7 separate regions of the Mus musculus genome follow, and all the other regions are linked to region 6. Evidence: chromatin contacts called from public promoter capture Hi-C data. All regions are on one chromosome and are shown on one strand. The core of a region is the stretch at or near the end of the contact, and the rest is flanking DNA. Distances in the headings are between cores, read along the strand shown. Region 1 holds the start of Trpm7 (transient receptor potential cation channel, subfamily M, member 7). Region 2 holds the start of 4930473A02Rik (RIKEN cDNA 4930473A02 gene). Region 3 holds the start of Ptpra (protein tyrosine phosphatase, receptor type, A). Region 4 holds the start of Ncaph (non-SMC condensin I complex, subunit H). Region 5 holds the start of Itpa (inosine triphosphatase (nucleoside triphosphate pyrophosphatase)). Region 6 holds the start of Tmem87b (transmembrane protein 87B). Region 7 holds the start of Ubox5 (U box domain containing 5).

Region 1 (3,385 bases), core at 37-2,536, 1.9 Mb before region 6:
GCGGTTAAGAGCACTGACTGTTTTTTTCTGAAAGTCCCGAGTTCAAATCCCAGCAACCACATGGTGGCTCACAACCATCCCTAACAAGATCTGACTCCCTCTTCTGGAGTGTCTTAAAACAGCTAGCTGCAGTGTACTTACATATAATAAATAAATAAATCTTTAAAAAAAAAAGTAGTCTTCAATAACTTTACAAACGAAAGTGAGAAATGCAGTATTTATTCACATGTACTTTATAAGTAAGACACTTCTAAACCTAGCCCTAGCCCGACATGGTGGCGCACGTCTTTAATCTTGGGAGGTAGAGGTAAGCGGATCTCTGAGTTTAAGGCCAACCTGGTCTGTCTACACAGTGAGTTCCAAGCCAGCCAGGGTCACAAGCGAGACCTTGTCTCAAAAATAAAGAAAAGGCAGAAAACTAAACCTGTCTGACTTCGGCAAAGAAACACCAGTTTGCATAAAGCCTATCAAGTTAAACTACTGAGCAGGAATGCCTTTCCTGCTCAGATCCTAGATCTAAATGGCTTTCTTTGTAAGAACTCTCCAAATCCGGTTCCTGGCCTTAACAACAAAAGCTCTAGCCAACGCTGCAACACACCGACTCCCTCCAGTCTGCACATTGGCTTCAAACTGTCTGGGACAACAGATGAGGTAGTTCGACGCAGACCTGGCAACGCACGGTCTCAGCCTCCCAGGAATTGTCCCTTCCCTGTCGCCTGCTAAACAAAACCCCGAACCACATCGCAGTCTACACCGTCAAAATCGCTCCCGTTCTATTAAACAAAATAATAGTAGAAAATGTACCTGTAGAGCGTCTGCGGCACAGCCACCAAGTCACAGCTCGGAACCCGCGCCCTTCTCCTTGCCACACCACCCCAGCCCTCCCTCCCTTTCCGTGACGGCTCCGCTGCGAGCGGTGGCGCCCGGAGGGTCACGGAGCTCCCCGGAGCGCCGCCCAGGCTCCCGCGAGGCCCGCCCGCGCCAGGCCCGGCTCCGTACCATTCTCCTCACGGGGCGGACTCCGGAAGGGCAGCGGCTCCTCCTCCACCTCCGCGGCCTGCAGCCATCTATCGGAAAGCGTCTCCGGAGGCGGTGGCACGGGCCACCGAACAAGGACAGCCCCGGGAAACCTTCTCAGAACTAACTCAGCTCCAGCGCTAGCAGCAGAAGTCGAGTCTTTCATAATTGTGCGACCAGCTCCGCCGGGTGACTGGCCACAGGGACGCGCCCGCGCCCGCCTCCGCCGGAGACGGGGCCGCGGCAGCCACGTGACGGGGCCGTCGAGTGCGTCGCGCGGAGGGCGTGTCACGTGAAGGGCGCGCTTACTGCGGCCTGCCCCTAAGCTCCGCCGGCCGGGAAACGCCGAGCTGCTGCTTTCCCTGGTGTTGCTGGCTTCGGCTTCCCCTGCCTCTGTCCACGAGAACTTGTTCCGCTTTAATGACCAGATTCCCCGGCTTCGCCAAAACTTAGCTCCCGGCCGCGCACGCTTGTCTGTTTCTTTTGCTATCGCATCTGTCTACGTTGGTTATTAGCGATCTCTTCCCGCACGTTATCCTTTCCCATCAAGGGTGCAATCCGTTTTTTTTTTTTTATCAACACTGCTATTATTAGTGACTTATTTTAGGTGTATGTGTGTTTTGCCTCATGTATGTCTGTGTACCATATGTGTGCAGTGTCCTCAGAAGACCGTGCTAGATCCTCCAGAACTGGAATTTCAGACATTTAGTGTTATTTGAGTTCCTTTGTAGCCCAGGCGCCTGGCCTAAAATGACCTTGAACTATGGATTCTGCCTTTAACCCCACACTGCTGGGATTGCCGGCTTTTGCCATCCTGAAAGTTTTTTGTTTTTTGTTTTTTTTTAGATCAGGAGTAGTGGCACATGCCTGTAATCCCAGCACTCCGAAGGCTAAGGCAAGAGGACTGCAGTAAATTCCAGGCTATCGAGGATTAGAATGACACCATCTTAAAAACACAAAACCAAACCTGCTTTTGGCACATCATCTTTCTGTATGTATATTATGGGTATGGAGAGTCTTGGAACCAATTCCCTACAGAGACCTAGAGACATTTTTTCTTACAATTTTAAAGGCTCCTCTGCCTGAAGGGCTGTTCTGCCTCTATCTTTCCTCTTTTAACTCTGGCTAATCTCAAATTTACTGTAATCCTCCTGCCTTAGATATACATCTTTAAGTATACATTAAATCAATAGATGCAAAACCTAACAAAATACAAATGTGTATTTCTTTAGATTAATAAAATGTTCAGTATAATTTTATTTCCAATTATTTTCCTTCTTTGGTTGGTTGAGTCAACCTAGAACCTAGGTATAGGGCGAGCCAACTGCACTAGCCTGCTCTGTGTCTATAGATGGACTGTGGATGGACTAGCTGAAGTTTCCTACAATGTGCACGTACCTTGGTTTGGTTTAGCTTCTTCCATGCTGCATAGTTATTATCTCCCAAGCAATATGACCCACAGTTCACTGAGCCAAGCCTCTTCAACAAACTAATCCAGCCACTCACTCTTTCTCTTACAAGTTTTGTGGTGCTTATAAATCATCTTCAGGCATTCCCCACCTTGTAGGCCTAGGAGGAGCAGTGTTTTTAAGTGCTTCAAGTGCTGGCCATGGTGGTACATGTCTTTAATCCTAGCACTTGGGAGGTTGAGGCATGCTGATCTCTGTGAGTTCAAGGCCAATCTGGTCAACATAGCAAGTTCCAGGCCAGCCAAAACCACATAGACTATGTCTCAAAAAATAAAAATAAAAAAATGTCTTAATATACATGTTGTAACAGTATCTGATGAATATTCCAGGGATCTTGATTAACATGTGATCATTCAATAACTATTTATCTTTGAAATTTCAACTGGGTTTATACATTTTGTGACTTGACTATCTTTATAATCTAGAAGACAGGACAAAAAAGAAAATCAAAATATAACAAAATGAAAGTACTTTATTTCTTGTTAACTTTATAATTCTGGTTAAAAAGGAAAAGCTATGGGTTAAAGAGATGGGGCTCAGAGGTTAAGAGCACTGTGCTCTTCCAGAGGTCTTGAGTTCAATTCCCAGCAACCACATGATGGCTCACAATCATATGTACAGCTACAGTGTACTCATATACATAAAATAAATAAATAAATCTTAAAAAGAGAAAAGAGCCAAGCAGTTGTGGGGAACGCCTTTAATCCCAGCACTTGGGAGGCAGAGGCAGGTGATCTATGAGTTTAAAGTCTACAGAGCAAGTTACAGGACAGCCAGAGCTACACAGAGAAACCCTGTCCTGAAAAGTAAAAAAAAAAAAAAAAAAACAAGCAAACAAACAAAATGACCAAATGCTTTCCTACATCAAAGGTCCAGACTGGAAGTGGATTCACCCTCTT
Region 2 (3,082 bases), core at 205-2,704, 1.7 Mb after region 6:
TGTAGCATTATCTACTCAGAGTGACTCCACACTTTCATCTACCTTAGATCTAAATCTCTTACATTTATGAAACCTTCTAAAAGGATGGGTGCACCTGACTAGCGAGAGGACTTCAGAGCCAGCAAGGTTAGGGAGCCTCTAGGGAAATGGCCCATACCCTAGAATATTCTCTTGGCCTAGACACTTAAGTTATCTGAGATGAGTTGCCGGTTGTCTAGGGTGACCCTGAAGAAGAAAGGGTTAGGACAGGTATGGTGGCATATGCCTTTAATGCCAGAATTTAGGAGGCAGTGGCAGGTGGATCTCTGTGAGCCTGATCTACACTGTAAGTTCCAGGCTAGACAGAGCTATCTAGTGAGACCCTGCCAAAAAACAAAACAAAAACAAAAACAGGGTGGGAGTGTCAGGTTCCCTGACATTCGGAGCAACCCTGTGGTACTCCAGGGTAGGGCAGCAGTAATGCCCTGGTTTCCACAGACCATCCATCCTGGATCCTCCAGGGCCCAGCAATGGTCTTATGGCCGGAACCCTGGAGGAAAACCTGTCACCAGCTTGCCCCCAGGACTCCAGAGTACACTCTGGCATCTCATCTCCAAAGCCTGACTGAGAGAAAGAAAGTGCAGACTGGGCCTCCACCAAGCCTGGAAGTTGAGAGCAGGGTTTAAGCAGCCTCTGTTCTCTTCTGAGAAAATGTCTGTTATTGCACCCAGTCCTGGCTCCTCAGACACTCCCAAGTGTCCTGGAAGTGCAGGACCATGGCCTGGTGTTCTCTGCAGAATCTGGTCTAGACAATACTAATGAGTGGGGTGAAAGTTCAGTTCCCCAGTACTCGGGTCAGCTTCTGATTTCCAACAACTCTCCTTGCTGGAGAGGCAGAGGGGAACGAGCTACTTCTGAGACAGATGCTCTCTGCCCTGCTGCACTGCTGTTTCTCTTCAGTTGGAGAGGAAATTGTACTTCATAAATAAGAGTAGTCTCGAGGTGGGAAGACCCCGGGTCAGGTGGAAGAGGACAAGGGTCACCTCACAGGTCGCCCAGTTGAGAACAAGTTGTCACTGATACTGAGAACTCTGGCAACTGCAGAGCTCCCCCAAGACCACAGCAGGGCAGTGCAGTGCAAGGAAATGGTTTGCAAATCTAAAGTTTAAAGTAGCCAGGAACTCCAAATTTCTTGCATCAGGTCTGGGAGGGTAGACAGGCCATCGGCGGGCCAGAGAGCCCCAGAGCCACACACTTGGGACGGTGTCCAAACTTGTGAACAAGTGGGCAGAGCGTCCTGCGGTGTAGCTGTCTTTAGCGGGCGACGCAGCCCAGCAAGCTGTGGGTCTCCAAGGTGCCCCTCGACCCCTCCCACTCTACCCGAGAGTCCGGACGTGCATTGGACCAGACAGCAAGAGCTCCGCCCAACAGGGACGAGGACAGGAGGCTCCCGTGGTGCTCCGCGGCCACTTCCGGGCCGGGCGCAGGCGCAGGCGCTGGCTGTCATGTTGCGCGCTCTGAACCGCCTGGCGGCGCGGCCGGAGACTCGGCCCCCGACCCCGCTGCTCCTGCCCGTGCGCGGCCGCAAGACCCGCCATGACCCGCCTGCCAAATCCAAGGTCGGACGGGTGCAGACGCCTCCCGCCGTGGACCCTGCGGAATTCTTCGTGTTGACCGAGCGCTACCGACAGTACCGGGAGACCGTGCGCGCTCTCAGGTGCGTGTGCTTGTGCGTGTGGAGGGCAGACGCCCTTCGGGAAGGGCCGGGGCCGAGGGTGGGTGCTGACTCGAAGCCCGTCCTCCCCAGGCTAGAGTTCACGTTGGAGGTGCGAAGGAAATTGCACGAGGCCCGAGCCGGGGTTCTGGCCGAGCGCAAGGCGCAGCAGGCCATCACGGAGCACCGGGAGCTGATGGCCTGGAACCGGGACGAGAACCGGCGAATGCAGGAGCTACGGTGCGAGAGGCCCGGGACTGGGTGGGCTGGGCTAGGCTCATCTGTGGCCCCGCTCACCCTCGGCGTCTTGCCCCTCGCAGGATAGCGAGGTTGCAGCTGGAAGCACAGGCCCAGGAGGTGCAGAAGGCTGAGGCCCAGGCCCAGAGGGCTCAGGAGGAGCAGGCTTGGGTGCAACTGAAAGAGCAAGAAGTGCTCAAGCTGCAGGTGGGCATGCAGGAGGTCATGGGGAATGTGGACATTGGAGACCCCAGCAAGGGAGGCTGGGGGGGGGGGGGGGGGATGACAGCACTGGGCGTCAAGTGACCAGAGTCTTCAGGAGGCTTCTCCATCAGCGCAGAGGGTATGCCTCGCAGGCAATGGTCAGTAAAAGGTTACAGGCTAGTATTGCCTTGTGAAACTTGAAGTCAGGGAAACCGTAAGTGAGAATGGAGCGCTTTTTAACACGTAAGAGGGATTCATGCACTTGAGAGAGTCCACCCACCTCTAATCAGGTTGTCACGATTTGTTCTTGGGTTGTGGCCGAGAGATCTGATGGGTGATTGTCCAAGGAAGAGCAATATGATGGTCGAGGTCACCTAGTACAGTTGTGCTGGACGATTGGTGGGACACTCAAAGAGACCCTGGGTTCTTTTGACACCCGTGGACTAGAGACAGTGCAGGCAGCCAGCTCTGGGAGAGATCCCACAAAGCCAACCTTTCTCTTCCTGTAGGAGGAGGCAAAAAACTTCATCACTCGGGAGAACCTGGAGGCACGGATAGAAGAAGCGTTGGACTCTCCGAAGAGTTACAACTGGGCCGTCACCAAAGAAGGGCAGGTGGTCAGGAACTGAGCACAGAGACTTCTGGGGGCCCAAATAAGCACAGTGCTTGCCTAGGGTCTGTGTACTGGGATAGGAATTGGTACATCCCAGGAGGATGGCTCAGCCGTTTCCAGAGCAACCTCAGTCACTCCAGGCTCGGCACTCACCACCTGACTGGGAACTCCCAGATGTCCCTGTTCTGGCACCACAGACAAACTCAGGGCAGCATTAAACTCTGGGAAGTTCCTATCGCACAGAGGATCGGACTGGACTGTGTCCCCTCTAGAAGCCAAGCTTGTCTTGTAAGTCTCTTGGAGTCGTGTGAGCCAAATGTTTCCTGCTTTTATAA
Region 3 (3,461 bases), core at 855-3,354, 1.6 Mb after region 6:
GGTCTGGGATTGGATCAAGTCCTATCTAAGGGTTTGGGTTAGGATTTAAGCTTGGGGCCAAGTATGGAAGAGCTTCTAGATTAAGTTACCCATGGTGGCCATAGAGTAGATGAGGTCAGAGAGCCTGCCTGGTCTTAGTTACAGAACTTCAGCAAATGACCCTCAGAAGATGGGCAGTAAGTAGCCTGGGAAGGTGCTTGGTTTTCATTTATTTCAATTTTCGTATTTCTTGGCTTCATTTTCACCTTGGCACTTTAGTGAACATTCTTGTTAGTCTATTACCCATGTCCACCCCAGAATGTTTGCTCCTGAGAGTTGACATCTCTGACTTACTCTGAGAGGTGTCCAGTGCATGATCTGCATTCAGGACATAGAGAACAACTCATTGCTTCATTTACTAGACAGAAAGGTAGGCAGGGAGGGGAAGTGACTTGGACTTTTGAGGGGAAATGGGGCTCCTTTAATCCTATCCTTCAGCCCTGCTATTCCAGTTCTTACCTGCAGGCACCAATGCAGCAGAGAACAGGGAGCTCCCACTTATCTTTCTCTTGGTTCCTTTTTTTCTATTTTATTTTTCTTCCAAGATGGCTCTTGATTGTGCTAATGGGGTAGGGAGCTCTGAAAAGGACCAGGAGTCATAGGTTAACTGTAAATAAGAAAAATTTCAAAAAAATTAAAAAAACAAAAAACCCCAAAACAAAACAAACAAACAAACAAACAAACAAAAAACCGAAAGAAAGAAAAAGAAAGAAAAGAAAAAAAGTTTGCTGGTAGGGTTTGCTCTAAAGCCAAGAGGCTGCTTTCTTAGCCAAGAACCAGTATTTTTCAGATTTGTTTTGTTCTGTGTTGGTCTTGTTTTGTAAAGTATTGTGTTCTAGTGAAAGACCCAACTTTTCATTTGGTCACTTTTCAATTTGCTGTGTATTTGCATCCCTGATAGACTTTGTACTTTCTAGGAAATGGGCTTCTGGAACTTGTAGGAGGAGCGGACCTCATTGGCAGGAGTCTGACATTTAGGAGACAGGATAGAGGTCTTGTAGACTGTCACTGAGATGGCCCTGAGGAGGGAGATCAAGAGTCACAAATCTTAACTCAAGGAGAGGTTTTTACTACCCAGAGGGAGGAAGTTTAAAGAAGGCCCGCTTCAACGCACATTTGCAGGTCCTGGCTCTGGTCTGCGCACACTTACTTATTCAACAAATAAAGGAAGGGTGTTTGCATAGAGTTCTAACTTGGCGCCCTAGGTCTAGCAGCATCCAAAGTGCTCTAAACTGAGGACTGCTACCTTCCGAAAAAATCGACTTATGGTTCCTAGAAGCTAGATGCACAAAGAACGCTGTTCGCTTCCCTGGTCTCTCTCAGCGCTTTCAATCTTCTCCTGACCACTATGCATGTATCAAGAAGTATCTCCCCGCTCGCTGCGGAGCACCGTGTGCTGTGCTTCCATCCAGCTCTAGAGAATCAGGCCCAGCTTGCACATCTGGAAAGCAAGAGAGATTTCCCTAGGGTTCGGGTGGGGATGATGTGGGCTGGTTTATTTAAGATGACATACTCAGAGCTAGACCGGTCCTAGGTACTAGGCAAATTCTTCTCGCAATTACATCCTTTAAGTGCCTTACAACTAACTCTCTCTCTCTCTCTCTCTCTCTCTCGTGTGTGTGTGTGTGTGTGTGTGTGTGTGACAGAGAGAGAGAGAGAGAGAGAGAGAGAGAGAGAGAGCGAGAGCGCGAGAGAGGCAGAGGCAGAGGCAGAGGCGCGGGGTGTGTTAGAGAGAGGATCACATTTGGAGAAGGATGGAGATGGCTTTCGAGTGCCTGAGTTCACCAGTTGGTGTGGCTTGTGCCTGGTGTCAGTTTCCTCATCTGTAAACAAGGAAAAAAGCCCATGCCCGGGGGCCTAGGACCGTGACTAGGTGGGAGACGTGTGCCAGGGGAGGATAGGGAGCGTCCTGTCCTGTTACCCGGAGACCCCCAGTGCGCCCGGGGAACTCCGCGGCGCAGCGGGGCGCGCAGGGGTGGGGCTCACGGAGGCGGAGACGCCCGCCCGGCGTCAGCGAACCAGCGCCCGCCTCTCAACGGCCAATGACGAAGCGCCTTACAGCCCAGGCCGCGACGGGAGAGAGGCTGCGGCGAGTGAGGCGCTGACAGGGACTCGCGGGGGCATCTTGCACAGACCCCTGGACCACGCCGCCATCGCAGCCTCCAGCCCAGTCCTCTCTCTGCCGCTTCTCCTCGCCATGGAGGCGAGGCCGCCGCCGCCGCCGCGGGGCTTCGAGCAGCGGACCGGGCGGCGGCCCTGAGGGGAGCGGCGGGCCGAGACGCCGCCGCGGTCCTGAGGCGGAGCTGCCGTGCGCGTCCCCCGCGGTCCCGCCCAGCGCCGGGCTCGGTAAGCGTTCGCGCCTGCCGCCGTCGGGAGGGCTCGGGGAGGTGGGGTGGCTCGGCCGCGCGTGGGAGCGGTCCCTGGATCCTATCCTGGAGGAGCGCCTCTGGCTTGTGCATCCTGGCACCGTGGACAGGGGGAGGGGGTCCCGGAAACGTGCGGGACACAGACAGGCTGGAACTTTGCGGACGTCCTCCTCCGGCCCGGGCCAGGGCGCTGCCGTAGTTCATTCTGAAAGAAAAAAACTTTGAGCAGCGAAAATGGGATTTGCTCAGGTCCATTTAATGGGAGGAGATAGGTGGCACACGCAGTGACCATCCCACCTCCCACCTTCCCCTTAAGACCCCTTCCTGGTCCTACTCCCAGGCCCCTCTCTGCCGCCCATTCCCAACTGTTGTGTATGCTTAAGAAGGAAAATATGGACTTAAGCTACCCAGAATTCAAAAGCAGCCACTTGGGAACGCACATCTCCTGTGTTTACTTTCAGTAATTCTTAAAAATTGCCACGGGGGGGGGGGGTTGAGCCCCTAATATTTCCTAAAAATAACAACTACAGAGGCAGAGATGATCCTGTCTATTAGAGGGTTTTGTTGTTGATAGTGATGATATTTGTAGGACAAGCAAAAAAATGTTCCAAACCCTCTTGGACAGAGTGTGATGTCGGCCGAAGCCCTTGGCTAGGATAGGGAATTTCTGTTGAAAACCAGCCTCATGTCCCCGGCTATGGCACCACTTGTTACCTGCTAACTCTTGAAGCAGCCAGAGAACCAAAAGATGGTGGATGAGGAAAGACTGGGACAGGATGAACATCTTTCTGTCTGGATACTCCTTTCGAAAACGTAGATCAGACGCTGTCATTTGTGTGCTTAAAAACTCCTTCACTTTCCTTCCTCTGTGAATGAGATGGAGGAAAACCCAGATGCCTTACCGTTCCCTACAAGGCTCTTGGCAGTCCTTCCTGAACTTAATCTTTGATGGTTACCTCAGTCCTCTCATTCTCCTTTCTCTTCCACGCTGTGTTTAGCCATTCGGAGCGGCTCGGCCACCCCCTCATATGTGGGAGGGTTTTGCTTTCAGGGTCC
Region 4 (3,402 bases), core at 478-2,977, 1.7 Mb before region 6:
AAGGCATTACAATGCTTCCTACAGGTCGAGGAGTATAGTTGACACACCAAGACAAAACAAAAAGGTCAAAAGAGGAGATGAGAGACGTTTTATGGGCATAAATCAAGACATCTGTGACTCTGTAAATGTGGGTATGGAAAGGAATTGAGAAACTGGAAGCACGGAGGGGCTAACTCCTCCCCCGCTGCTCTCTGCCGTGGGCAGTAGACAAGAGTCTAGTTCAACAGATTGTTACTGAAGTCAAGAGCACGTTCCTCAGCTCCTCTGCTCTGCTTCGGTTCTCAGCCTGAAGTGCCCACTTCGGGACTCATCTTTTTCTTCTTGAGCTGCTCTAGGCCCTGTGGTACCCATAACCTGAGTTATTTCCTCCCCACACCCGGACAACTGGTGCAGGTCCTGAATGTATTCTCTGCAAGGTCTGTCTAGTGATCTCACCGGTACCCATGGCTTTATCATCTCCATGATGAAGAAAAACAAATCTACCTCCCAGCCTATGGACCTCGGTCAAACTCGCCCAGTAGATACGAACCCCTTCACCTGAGCGCCTCTCCAGAAGTCACAGGCAACAAATCCAAACTGAAACTATTATTCCAAAACTATGACTTAGGTCTACCAGGTGGTCAGTCTCACTAAGCTTAGTTATGACGGTCTAGCTCAGAGTTTCTCAACCTTCCCAATGCTGTGACCCTCTGACACAGTTCCTCATGTTGTGGTGACCCCCAACCATAAAATTATTTTCCATTGCTACTTTATAACTGTAAATTTAGTGGTTATGAATCATAATGTAAATATCTGTGTTTTCTGACGATCTTAGGCGAACCCCGTGTAAAGGTCATTTGACACCTCCCCATGGGGGCTGCCACCCAAAGGTTGAGAACCTACGGTGTAGTTAATTCCTAGACTAGTCCAGGTTCCTTCCTAGCTCTTCTCTTGTACAGGATGCTCAGCCCATAAAGTTCTTCTCAATGTTTGCTTAAAAATCTCGAGTCCATAACGGACAGGAGTTATAGCACTAGGTTTTATCTGTCAAATATTTGCCATACTACCTCAACTTGACACAAGCTCCAAGAGGAAAAGGTATTTATCTGTTTCGTTCCCCACCCCCCGCCCCCTTTCAGAGTGGGTCTCCTGTAATCCAGGCTAGCCTCGAAGTCGCTATAGCTGAGGACAACCTTGAACTTCTAATCCTCCAGTCTCCATCTCAAGTGCCCAGGCTTCTTCGGTTGCGAATCTCGGCGTCTGACCGAAGGTCTGTCCCAAAGGAAGCCCTCAAGACTTTAGAATCAGTTCCAAAACACAGGCACGAATGCTCAACACAGAGCGGTCGACACTTTGCTTCCACAGCTCCCCACACAACGTCCAGTCCAGAAAAAACAAAAAACAAAAAAAACCCACTTTATCCTCCGTTAGAACCAGGGCGCGGGGAGTATTAGAGCCCAGCCGCCACTGGCAGCTGCGTCCTGATTGGCCCAGCGCCCCGCTTTCCCTTGCACTCTCTTCCCCTCCCCCGCCGGAGCCCCCGGCCGAACCCCGCCGAACACATTCGTCCCTTCTGGACCTGCCCACGCGAGCACCCTTCGGTCCTGATCCTGCCAGCCGCGCCTGGACCCACTCGAGCTCACCTGAGCGCGGAATTCTCATCTTGCTCTCCACGTCTCCGGAGTAAGTTTTAAATCGCGAGCGCCAAGCGCGGTAACCGCCGCGTGACGTCACTGGGGCGTGGTCTTTGGTGCGCCTGCGCAGGCCGCCTAGGCGGCTGGCTGATCAGAGTGGCCCCGGAAACTTGGACAGTTTTGAGTCTACGCGCGAGTGAACTAGGTGCAGCGGTGACCCAGCTGAAGACGTTTGGAAACATTCTGGCGCCGAGCGCTGGGCGCGGAGTAGGATGTGTGGATCTGGGCAGGCGAAGGCTGTGCTTTCCTAGAATCTGGATTGTAACGGGGAGGCAGGTTTCTGAGGAATCGAGGTTCTTTGCCGGTAGAAAACGCTGCCCTTATTGGAAGTTCCAGGCAGGCAAGAAGGAATGCAGAGCATTGTGTATGCACGTGTAGACTCCACCCAGAGTATTGTGTATGTATACACCCACAAGGACATTGTGTGTGCTCATGTGTACACAGGCCCCAGAGCATTGCGTTTACATGTGTATACTCTTCCAGGAGCATTGTGTATGCGTGTGTACACACACCCTAGAACATTGTGTTTACTTATGTTTATACCCCCAGTAGTTTTTATATATGTGTGTACATTTCCAAAGAGTTTTCTGTATGTGTGTGTGTGTACATGTCTATACACACACATACCAGAGCATTGTGTATGCTCTTACTTATACATGGACATACCAGAACATTGTGCAGGCATGTGTATCTGCACCAGAGCATTGTGTTCATATATCTATACACATGCATGCACACACATTTAAAACTAAATTTTTGTCCAGATTCTTGTAAAGAGCTTTTTGGAAATCATTTACCTACCATCATTTTTTTAAAAAGAGGCTGGGGTGTAGCTGTTTAGCATCCTTGACATTATTTGCCTGCCTATCAGCAGTACCCCTCATTATGGTGACCAAAACTCTGCCTTTTGTTGAAAGCTACTTTTTAAAAAAATATTTCATTTCATGTGTATGAGTGTTTTCCCTGTGTGTATGTATGTATATTTACCACATGCATGGCTGGTACCTGAGAAGATCAGAAAAGGGTGTCAGATCCTCCGGGACTGGAATGACAGATGTTTGTGAGCCACCATGTGGGTGCTGAGAATGAAACTCAGGTCCTCTGCAAGAGCAACGAGTACTCTAAACTACCTCTCTAACCCCAAAAGCTACTCTTTTTTTTTTTTTTTTTTTTTTTTTTTTTTAGTGATATTCCAGCAGTTACTTTATTATTCAGGATTTTTAAAAAAATTTTTATTAGGTATTTTCCTCATTTACATTTCCAATGCTATCCCAAAAGTCCCCCATACCCACCCCTCCACTCCCCTACCCACCCACTCCCACTTTTTGGCCTTGGCGTTCCCCTGTACTGGGGCATATAAAGTTTGCAAGTCCAATGGGCCTCTCTTTCCAGTGATGGCCGACTAGGCCATCTTTTGATACATATGCAGCTAGAGACATGAGCTCTGGGGTACTGGTTAGTTCATAATGTTGTTGCACCTACAGGGTTGCAGTTCCCTTTAGCTCCTTGGTTACTTTCTCTAGCTCCTCCATTGGGGGCGCTGTGATCCATCCAATAGCTGACTATGAGAATCCACTTCTGTGTTTGCTAGGCCCCGGCATAGTCTCACAAGAGACAGCTATATCAGGGTCCTTTCAGCAAAATCTTACTAGTATATGCAATGGTGTCCAAAAGTTACTCTTTAAAGCTAGTTTTTGCACCACTTTAGAATGAGGCAGAGTGTTTAGAA
Region 5 (3,223 bases), core at 576-3,075, 1.8 Mb after region 6:
TATATGTGATTATATATATATATAAAATCTAGTACCTGTTCTCTCTCTCTCTCTCTCTCTCTATATATATATATATACATATATATATATATATATATATATATATATATATATTTGTGTGTGTTTGTGACTTCTTGGATGTTAAATGCCTCAGCTTCTCTCTCTCTCTCTCTCTCTCTCTCTCTAACCTTTGCTTTAAAAACCTCTACTTCTCCACTTTTCTGAGGATTCCCTTTAACTTCATGAAAGAGAGAGACAAGTGACATGCAGGAAGGGCCATGTTACTCAGCCCAGCCTTTCCCAGCCAACTCTAATGAACCACAGGTCCTCAAAAAATAACACCATCGAGGGGCAGTGAAGAGGACACTATGATCTGTCTCCAAAGACACTGTATACAGCAAAGCTTCTGAATTGTGTAACACGCAATATTAAGGTCACGAGCAAAGATTTGAGGAGAACATAGCTTTGGCTACTCTGTGAGGACAGCTCTAGAGTTTAAGAAAAACTCATTAGTGGGCTGGGTATGTGGCTCAGTGGTACAGTGCTTGCCTAAGTCCCATAAGCCCCTTAAGTAAGTTGCATCTATATAACAATACCCAAGGCTGTACAAGGTTAATAACATTAAGCTAAACAGCCAGGCTTGATTAGGATTCTATTGTTTGTGTGTGTGATTCTGGGGGCCAAACCCAGGACCTTGGTCATGCTATGCAAATGTTCTACCATCAAGCTACATCCCTGACACCATATATAGCCCAGGCTAGCCTTTAATTCATGATCTTCCTGCTTTAATCTCAGTGCTGGGATTATAAATGGCCACACTTCCAGCTAGCACCCTGTACTTTTGTTTTGTTTTTTGTTTTTCGAGACAGGGTTTCTCTGTATAGCCCTGGCTGTCCTGGAACTCACTTTGTAGACCAGGCTGACCTCGAACTCAGAAATCCACCTGCCTCTGCCTCCCGAGTGCTGGGATTAAAGGCGTGCGCCACCATGCTCGGCTTTTTTTTTTTTTTAAGATGTTTTTTATATGTATGAGTGTTTAGCTGCTCGTATGTGCGCTGCATTATATATGCCTAGTGCCTTCAGAAACCAGAAGAGGGCAATGCATTCCCAGGAACTGGAGTTACAGACAACTGAAAACCACCATGTGGTGCTGGGAACACAACTAACTCTGGAAGAGCAGTCATGTACTTAACCGCTTGGCCATCTCTCCAGCTTGAGCTTACAACTTTCAGAGAACCTAGGCTCAGTTCCCAACATCCACACCAGGCAGCTCAAAAGCACTTGTAACTCCAGTTTCAGGGAATGCGACACCCTCTTCTTGAAGGGGCTCATGCACTCACAGGGTAGGGCTAAGAGGGTCACTCATCTTCCTTGGTGTGTTCCCAATGCAAAGGCTGAGGTGACGGAATAGAGAAGGGATAGGGTTAGCTGGGCAAGAAAAAAGGAGTCGAAACACTAGCTATCAAGCCTAACACGTAAAAGACTGCTTGGTTATGCTGTCTTAAGTTCGCAGTGAGGTTCGGATAGACTCCCAGGCTTACAGCCCTTGTCTAAAAGATAGTCTTTCTCAACAGAGTTGGAGGTGCCGGAGGGGCGCCACCACAGCCGACACCCGTCAGGGCGCGGGTTCTTGGCTCCCCGGAGTTGCTTAGCAGAGGATCTGCGCGCTGATAGACCTCTCCACCCCTCAGCGCGTCCCAAGCGCCTCAGACACAGGCTGCGGGATGCTCATCTGCCGCGGCTGCCACCTCCCGGATGTTGGCAGCAGTAGCCGGAGGCAAGCTTCAGGCATCCGATAGGGCCGGAAACCGAGCTACCTACTTCCGCCTCCGGCCGGAAGTACCTTCCCGGCAAAGGGTTACTGGGCATTCTGGACCGTAACCCTCGCTTGCAATGGCTGCGTCTTTGGTCGGGAAGAAGATCGTGTTTGTGACGGGAAACGCCAAGAAGCTGGAGGAGGTGTTGTGGGGTGTGGAGACTGTCTCGGAGGCGGGTGGTGATTGGGCTGCTGGGCTTTCACCAGGGATGCACGGGAGAGAAGGCGGGAAACGAGGCTACGAGTTGTAGCCTCGGGGAGTGTGGGGTTTGCCCCTGGCTGTGTTGAAGGTCTGGGCTTGGGGAGAGACCGCCGTGGAGTGTGGCGCCTTGAGGGTCAGAGGAATTTTTTTTTTATATATATAATCATTATTTTGGAGATAATGACTCGTGTAGTCCAGGCTAGTCTGACCCTGTTGTGTAGCCAGAACTGACTTTATTCTCTTGACCCTCCTGGCTTCCGAATTCTGGGGCTGCACGCATGCTCCACCTCACGAGTTTTTTAGATGAGCTGGTAAAGTCAGCAGGCTATAGGAGCTGGAGTAGTGACATGTGTGACAAAGATAAATTACCCCTGAAGCCCTAGATTTTAAACCTGAGTTCAGACACCTCCCCTCCTGAAAAGCAGTGTGTGTGTGTGGGGGGGGGGTAATGGAGGGATGTTGATCCAAATTGAGTATAGTTCCATCTACCCTTCCATATCTGAGATGTGTAATACCTCATAAGAATCATGGCTGACATGAATGAGGAAAGGCACTTGCCAGTCAAGACTGACCTGAGTTCAATCCCCAGGACACATGGGAAAGCCAGATGTGTGTAGCAGCACACTTCTGTAACTCCTCAAGATGGGAGGGAGAGGCTGAAGAATCCTCAAAGCTTGAAAGCTAGCCAACTTGAGGTACCCATAGCAGCAGAAATGCTGCCTACCAATTCACTGCATTCTTAAACTGAGGACAAAGGGACCTTTAATCCAAGTTACACCAGGCAAATGTTCCTCTTTCTGCCATTTTTTCATGACAACCTGATAATCCAAAACTGGCTATAGTGAACCTTTTATTCTGCTTGCTTTGGGACATAAAGCTAGTCTAAAAGTATGCTTGGCAGCGCTTCCTGAAATGAACACATCTCAGTATGTGTTTTCCAGAATCCCATGCTGTGGTCATCATATCCTCCTCCATCTGCCTCTCTCTAAAGCATGAGGCACTCACAGGCGTTTCTTAGTAGGGTTTGGCACGGTAGCTCTGACAAGGTTTCACTTTCTGGGAGAATAACACTGTTGTGTTATAGATAAAAGTCAGCAGTAGAAAGACTCGGGTTTAAAAAAAAAAAAAAAAGAATCATGGCTGACCACAGTATAACAAAAGGCAGGTTAACAAAAGAAAAATGTGACAAGTTTGTCAAAACTCTA
Region 6 (3,170 bases), core at 301-2,800:
CCTTTATTTTATTTTATTTTTTTAAAGATTTATTTATTTATTATATGTAAGTACACTGTAGCTATCTTCAGACACTCCAGAAGAGGGCGTCAGATCTCATTATGGATGGTTGTGAGCCACCATGTGGTTGCTGGGATTTGAACTCTGGACCTTCAGAAGAGCAGTCGGGTGCTCTTAACCACTAAGCCATCTCGCCAGCCCATAATTACTCTTTTAAAATGTTAATTACATTTTACTTATGTATTGAGTGGGAAGTATTTGGGGGTTAAAGAACAACATTCCAGAGTCTGTTTCTGGGACCTTGTGGGTAGTCAGCTTTGGCAGCAAGTGCCTTTAACCTCAGGACCATCTCAATATTCCATTTGCTCTTCAATAAGGTAAACTCCCTGTTTAGTCTATTACTCGGAGATCGATACCTCTGTGAGATATTTAATGAGCCGTAAGATACAGTTCTGAATTGATTACTGGTTTAATGGTCTCTATTAAAGGTACTCCTTGTAGTGTGGAATGTTGCTAGCAGAGGAAGCTGGTGACCAGGGCGATATTAGAACTTTCTAGAGATCCATTCCTCTCGATTTTACTGTGAACTTAAATGTGCTTGAAAAATAGTTAACTATTTTAAAATAAGGAAATTAGAGGTATAAACAGTAACTCCTACTGAATCTAATCGGGACTAAAAAAACACCTTCAGGAAAGATTCAAATTCATATAAAACATCAATTTCCTAGTGCCACCTACTGGTGAGACCTGACTATTGCTCTCGAAACAATTTTTTCCCCTTAGTTGACAAGTATTTTGTTTTGCTTTTAGACAAGCTTGTGCAGCTCACGCTGGTCTCACGCTTGCTATGTGGCTATAGGCTGTCTTTGAATTCCCACGATCCTCCTACCTCCACCTCCCAAGTACTAGGATCTTCATTTCTGCAACTTGTCATTAGAGTGCCCCATTATCCTCGGGGCCCTGCTCTGCAAGCTGACCTTTCAACTGCGTTGCAGCCAGGTCTTTCCTTTCTAGTTTCCCTTAAGGCCCTGCCTCTTTTTCCTCCCCCTCCTCTCCCTGTTCTTTTCCCCGCCTCCATCTTTCTACACACAACCTTCCCCTTAAAGCAGCTTCTAGTTCCGCCCAGGTTCGGCCCTTTTAATCTTGTAGTCCCGCCTCCACACTTTGGTTCCGCCTTCCCTTCTCCCGGGAAGGCCCCGCCTCCCTACCACGCCCCGTGCCCATAGTCCCGCCCCAATTAAGGTCTTGGCCCCGCCTCCACTCCCGGCCCCACCTTCTCAGCCCCGCCTCCACCCGGCCCCACCTCCCAGGCCCCGCCCCCTCCGTGGGCGGGTTTCCCTCTGGACTCTCTTCCCTTCCCTCCACACTTCCTCGGTTCCTTCCAGGCCTGGCCCTGAAGCCCTGCTCCAGGTTTGAGCCTATTTCCTCTAACAGCGCCTATCCGCTTCAGCCCAAGACCCCCTCCGCATTCACGCCCGTGCTCTCGTTCCCCTCGTGGGCACGCCCCTTCAGGGGCGGAGCTGAGCCAGGTGCGGCCCCGGGGCGTGGCCGGGTTCCGGGAGCGCAGGTGCGGCGTCCGCGTCAAGATGGCTGCCGCCTGTCGGTCTGAGGCTGGCCTCCTTCCCAGCCTCCTCTGCCGCCGGCCCGCCGGGGCCCAGCTGCTGCGAGTTGCCCTGTGTCTCCTGTGCTGGGTCCCGGCGGCTGTGGACGCAGTCCCCGAGCTCGGGCTTTGGACGAGGACGGTCAATGACGTAAGTGCTCTGTAGGGACTGAGGCGTGGCGCTTCTTAGGCTCCAGGGCCCTGGCTGGATAGCTCCGCCTGCGGACCAGTCTGGCCTTGGGCACATTCACTAGGGCTCTCTGGGACCAGCGGTGGGTCCTCTGACGCGCTTCTTGAGCCTTTTGTCTAGAGTGGGCTCTGGGAAGGGAGCGTCCCCCTCCTCTGCCTAGGCTTCTGGGAAGAGCGGTCCCACTGTGCTTTCCTAAGACGGCTTCCCTTTCCAAATGTTGTTGCTGCTCGCGAGGCTCTCCACCCGCCTCTCACTGTCCTGACACGGTGTCTCTAGATCTTGCTTTTGTTTCTTCAGTTCAGAGCCCCAATCTCTGCATTCCCAGCGGCATCGCTGGGACCGAATACTTCGGCTAGGTTACTACTACTGGGGCCACATCCACAAGGCCACAAGGTTTGTCTAGCCTTTCTGTTAGAGCATAAATTGAGTGTGCTCTACAGTCGTGCATAAAGTCACCTCGCCTCTCTTATTTTTCTTGAGTTTCTGTATATTCCTTAGTGTTCATGACTTCTGCGCGTGTCTGTGGAACAGGGTGTTTGCTTAAGAGTGTTTAAAGGGCGAGTCTGATGGATGAAAACTTCCGTAACTGGGCAGGCCGTTAGAGAACTTGACGTCCTGTATGGTTAAGAGATGATGTGGGAAGAAGGCAGAGACCAAATTGTGCAAAGTCTTGCAAAAGAGACAGGATATCGGGAAGCGGCCTTGTCTTGAGTCCAGAGTCAGATGACTCGCCCAGATCTGCTTGGGATGTGTGGAAACAGCGTCTAAGTTCTAAAGGTGACATTTATATTTATATTCCTTCAACCAAAAGTAGTATCAGAAGGTGCACATACTTCCAAACACAAAACTGCAGAGGCTCAAGTGTAGGCTTCATTCTGTGGCCCGGCTCAGTGTATTCATTGCGTTTGAGATTCTTCTGAGTAGGTGCCCAGTATTTTTTTTTTTTTTTTTTTTTTTTTTTAGCTGTCATATGCTTTGTTCAGGCTGAGTTTATTTCCTGTGTAGCTCAGGCTGGTAGTGTCAGCAGCCTTTTTTTGCAAAAAGCAGGATGATTATTTTTTTCTTATATCAAGTTGTCAGAAATGTATCTTTTAGAACAGAGAGAATGAAACATGTCTTTGTATACTTACCACGATAGGGCCTGCCCATCTCTATGGCTGTATTTCTCATCAATAAAAAGCAATGTTTGTTGAAGCACACTTTATGGTTTCCTGCTGCTTTTTTAGTGAATGCAGTTAAGCCGGTTTCCAAACTCAAAATAAGAGCATTGTGAATCAGCTCCATGAAAACTGTTGCTTGAGCATGTACCAAAAGATCTTTGTCAAGCGTACTTCAGATAGTAAGAATCCCACTGGGAAGAATGGCAGGTTCTTTTGACAA
Region 7 (3,032 bases), core at 393-2,892, 1.8 Mb after region 6:
GACAAATTCCAGGACAGCTAGCGCTATACAGAGAAACCCTGACTTGAAAAAAAAAAAAAAACAAAAAACAAAGAAAAAGAAAAGATGACTTACTGGCTGGAGAGATTGCTCAGTGTTTAAGAGTACTGGCTGCTCTTCCAGAGGATTGGGGTTTGATTTCCAGCGCTCACACTGTGGCTCACAATCAACCTTAATTCAAGTCCCAGGAGATCCAACGCCCTCTTCTGGCCTCCTCCAGCACTGCATACAAATGGTGCAGACATGCATAAATGGAAGTCACCCATACACATATAATAAAAAAATATAAATTGACCTATTTACATGATAAATGCCAAGACTCCGTTGGGGACCAAATAGATAAATAAATAAATAAATAAATAAATAGATAGATAGATAGATAGATAAATGAGAAAGACACACAGGCACATCAGTCCGGCACAACTCTCAGCTGTATGAAATAGTAGTCTTCAGATTTTATTTTGGTCTACCAAGCAGGACTAAATTCCCTAGGGCTAGCCTTCGGCAACTGAGGACAGTAAGCCTTAGAACCTAGTTCTAGAAAGGCAATGTTCTAAGCCGGGCACTGTTCTACGCCTTTAATCCCAGCACTCGGGAGGCAGAGGCAGGCGGATTTTCTGAGTTCGAGGCCAGCCTGGTCTACAAAGTGAGTTCCAGGACAGCCAGGGATATACAGAGAAGCCCTGTTTCGAAAAAACAAAAAACAAACAAACAAACAAAAAACAAAGGCACTGTTCTGGGTCCTCAGTGTGGGCAAAGTGCAGAAAACATGAGCACAAAATACCAGTTCCCTCTGACGTTGGAGTATCTATATATGAGCGTCACAGGATGAAGCAATGCCCAGATGCCTACACCAAGTGAGCAATGTAGCCTCTGAGAAGAGGCGTGAATCTATCGACTATAAAGGCTCCTGTCCAGAGTTCCCGAGTTAGAGCAAAAAGATCTTAACAGAAAAGGAGCAATTACTTCCTATCCCCGGGGGGAGAAAGAGAAGGGAGAACCACTCCTGGCCCGAGTTGGGTTTGTACAACCAGAAACTGCTTAAAATGAAGAAAGGATATTTGTCCTATTGCCTCACCCCGTCCTAAGCCCTACATCAAACGCTGCTCAAAGTGCTGGCGAAAAGCTGATCAGAAACGCCGACTCGCAGGCGCCGACCGAGACCCTAGGCTAAGTCACTTTGCTAGGGCTTCACGTGCACACTGGAACGGAGAGACCAGGGAGACTGCTATCACAACAGCCCCGTGAGAGACGCAGACTCGATCTCCACCTCGCAGGGGGCTAAAAGCGCCGTCCGGACCCACTCTCACAGCAGTCCGCCGTGATAAGGTGACCCTAGAGGGTGATGCTGAGAGGTGCTCCGGGGCGGCACGAGGACAGCCCGCGGGGAAGCGCAGCAGGCCCGGGAGAACCGGGATGGCGGAGCGCGCGGCCCGGACCCGGCGAGGCCAGAGTGCAGGCAGCAAGTCGAGCCACCTCGTCCTCCCCGGCCGCCCACTCACCTGAAGCCCGCGAAGGCAGCTCCCTAACTCCAGTCCCGGGCCGCCCCGGGTAAGTCAATGCACAGACTCCTGCATCAACCGCTCCACAACCCACTTCCGGCCAGCGGCCCTCACCTTCCGCTTACGTTGGTACCGGAGCCGCTGAGGTTCAAAAAACCGTAGTCGAAGTTTTCCATGACCATTTTCTAGTTTCTGACCTTAGAACATGGAGAGGGAAAAATATTATCCTGGATGGGTCGCTTTGAAAGTAATTGAGCAGAAGTAATTGGCACAGGTTCTGGGTTTTATGACTTTGAAGAAGTCACACAAACTTTTCAAGCCTAGTTTGTCATCTATACAAAGAGAATCATGATGCATTTCTAATAGTGAAAATGCTTTCAGAAGAGGAACTAGCAATGGATAGATGAAAATGTATGCAAGGATCCCGGCATAGGGATGCACGTCTTTAATCCCAGAACTAAAGAGGCAGAGGCAGGTGAATCTTTATGAATTCGAAGCCAGCCTGATCAAAATAGTTCCAGGACAACCATAGCTATATAAAGAGACCGGGAAGGGAAGGGAAGGGGGAAGGGGGAAGGGGGAAGGGGGAAGGGGGAAGGGGAAAAAAAGGGAAAAGGGGGGAAAAGGGGGGGAAGGGGGGAAAGGGGGGAAAGGGGGGAAAGGGGGGAAAAAGGGAAAAAAAGGGAAAAAAGGGAAAAAAGGGAAAAAAAGGGAAAAAGGGAAAAAAGGGAAAAAGGGAAAAAAAGGGAAAAGGGAAAAGGGAAGGGAAGGGAAGGGAAGGGAAGGGAAGGGAAGGGAAGGGAAGGGAAGGGAAGGGAAGGGAAGGGAAGGGAAGGGAAGGGAAGGGAAGGGAAAAGTGGAGCTGGAACTGAAGGTGGGTAGGTCAGGATGGTCTACCTCCCTTAGGAGGGCCTCACACGTGGCTGGTTTGGCTATCAAGGTAAGAAAGATTCTCCCAAGTCCTATGTAACAGAAGTGCCTGTCCCAGGCCTGTCGGTGTCTATTCAGTCTTCAGCCTTGTCAGTGCCATCTATTTGAGACGCTGTGAAGGAAAACTGAGAGAGATACCATACTTTCTCCAAGGCACTGGTGGGGAAACAGGCTATATAAGAGGTTGTGACAAAGAGATTTGAGACCAGCATCCCAGCTTCTGGGTTCTATGTAAGGCAGCCTGCCTGGCTGTGAACATTTGAACATCTGTGCCTTCCAGACCATTGGTAACATGGCCCTCACTGACTGGGGACTTCTTACCTGATTACAACCTGCTCATGAACCCAGAGTGAAAAATCCCACCCCCAGGGGACAAACTTTGATTGCTCCTGGGCAGCCATGACAATCTAGTTTCTCTTTGCAAAATGCTGTTTCCTAGTCTCCTATGAAGTGGGAGGAGCTTATAGCCCACCTCTAGTCAACAGTACTGGAAAGGAAGAGTTATTGCATGCTTCTAGGACTTTCTTGGCTTGCGCATATGGAGGCCAGAGGTCACCATCAGGCAACTTCCTCAATTACTGT

What was found. Promoter capture Hi-C pulls out the DNA fragments that hold promoters and counts their contacts. Capture Hi-C pulls out chosen DNA fragments and counts their contacts.
Region 1: a contact with region 6 is called in a promoter capture Hi-C map of liver, with 5 times the contacts expected there. The contact joins the promoter of Trpm7 here to the promoter of Tmem87b in region 6. A contact is called at or near these places in 1 of 115 datasets of contacts at active chromatin or transcription factors (astrocytes) and 2 of 9 other capture datasets (adipose tissue and liver).
Region 2: a promoter capture Hi-C map of liver shows a contact between it and region 6, with 2.8 times the contacts expected there. The contact joins the promoter of 4930473A02Rik here to the promoter of Tmem87b in region 6. A contact is called at or near these places in 3 of 39 promoter capture datasets (embryonic stem cells and liver).
Region 3: a promoter capture Hi-C map of liver shows a contact between it and region 6, with 6 times the contacts expected there. The contact joins the promoter of Ptpra here to the promoter of Tmem87b in region 6. A contact is called at or near these places in 2 of 39 promoter capture datasets (both in liver) and 2 of 9 other capture datasets (adipose tissue and liver).
Region 4: a contact with region 6 is called in a promoter capture Hi-C map of pre-B cells, with 4 times the contacts expected there. The contact joins the promoter of Ncaph here to the promoter of Tmem87b in region 6. A contact is called at or near these places in 4 of 39 promoter capture datasets (cranial neural crest, liver and pre-B cells).
Region 5: a contact with region 6 is called in a promoter capture Hi-C map of liver, with 2.5 times the contacts expected there. The contact joins the promoter of Itpa here to the promoter of Tmem87b in region 6. A contact is called at or near these places in 1 of 39 promoter capture datasets (pre-B cells), 1 of 115 datasets of contacts at active chromatin or transcription factors (pro-B cells) and 1 of 9 other capture datasets (liver).
Region 7: a promoter capture Hi-C map of frontonasal cranial neural crest shows a contact between it and region 6. The contact joins the promoter of Ubox5 here to the promoter of Tmem87b in region 6. A contact is called at or near these places in 4 of 39 promoter capture datasets (cranial neural crest, frontonasal cranial neural crest, liver and 1 more).

What each region holds. Positions count from the first base shown.
Region 1 is chr2:126,874,975-126,878,359 of GRCm38.p6, forward strand. It overlaps Trpm7 (transient receptor potential cation channel, subfamily M, member 7), which reads right to left and starts at 1,287. Exons shown (of 39, transcript NM_021450.2): 1 at 1,000-1,287. The coding sequence starts at 1,002.
Region 2 is chr2:130,562,295-130,565,376 of GRCm38.p6, forward strand. 4930473A02Rik (RIKEN cDNA 4930473A02 gene) reads right to left here and starts at 1,455. Exons shown (of 9, transcript NR_040348.1): 1 at 1,360-1,455. It overlaps Mrps26 (mitochondrial ribosomal protein S26), which reads left to right and starts at 1,463. Exons shown (of 4, transcript NM_207207.1): 1 at 1,463-1,696; 2 at 1,787-1,933; 3 at 2,014-2,137; 4 at 2,644-3,082. The coding sequence starts at 1,485. The coding sequence ends at 2,763.
Region 3 is chr2:130,448,174-130,451,634 of GRCm38.p6, forward strand. Ptpra (protein tyrosine phosphatase, receptor type, A) reads left to right here and starts at 2,105. Exons shown (of 21, transcript NM_001163688.1): 1 at 2,105-2,385. It overlaps Gm52562 (predicted gene, 52562), which reads right to left and starts at 3,397. Exons shown (of 3, transcript NR_165481.1): 1 at 3,362-3,397; 2 at 3,120-3,271; 3 at 1-2,610.
Region 4 is chr2:127,132,227-127,135,628 of GRCm38.p6, forward strand. Ncaph (non-SMC condensin I complex, subunit H) reads right to left here and starts at 1,728. Exons shown (of 18, transcript NM_144818.3): 1 at 1,623-1,728. The coding sequence starts at 1,641. It overlaps Gm35347 (a long non-coding RNA gene), which reads left to right and starts at 1,727. Exons shown (of 3, transcript XR_374955.4): 1 at 1,727-2,070.
Region 5 is chr2:130,665,977-130,669,199 of GRCm38.p6, forward strand. It overlaps Itpa (inosine triphosphatase (nucleoside triphosphate pyrophosphatase)), which reads left to right and starts at 1,826. Exons shown (of 8, transcript NM_025922.3): 1 at 1,826-1,959. The coding sequence starts at 1,894.
Region 6 is chr2:128,816,753-128,819,922 of GRCm38.p6, forward strand. Tmem87b (transmembrane protein 87B) reads left to right here and starts at 1,551. Exons shown (of 19, transcript NM_001355629.1): 1 at 1,551-1,751. The coding sequence starts at 1,587.
Region 7 is chr2:130,628,396-130,631,427 of GRCm38.p6, forward strand. It overlaps Ubox5 (U box domain containing 5), which reads right to left and starts at 1,643. Exons shown (of 7, transcript NM_001255993.1): 1 at 1,521-1,643; 2 at 94-240. Fastkd5 (FAST kinase domains 5) reads right to left here and starts at 1,607. Exons shown (of 3, transcript NM_198176.3): 1 at 1,521-1,607; 2 at 94-240.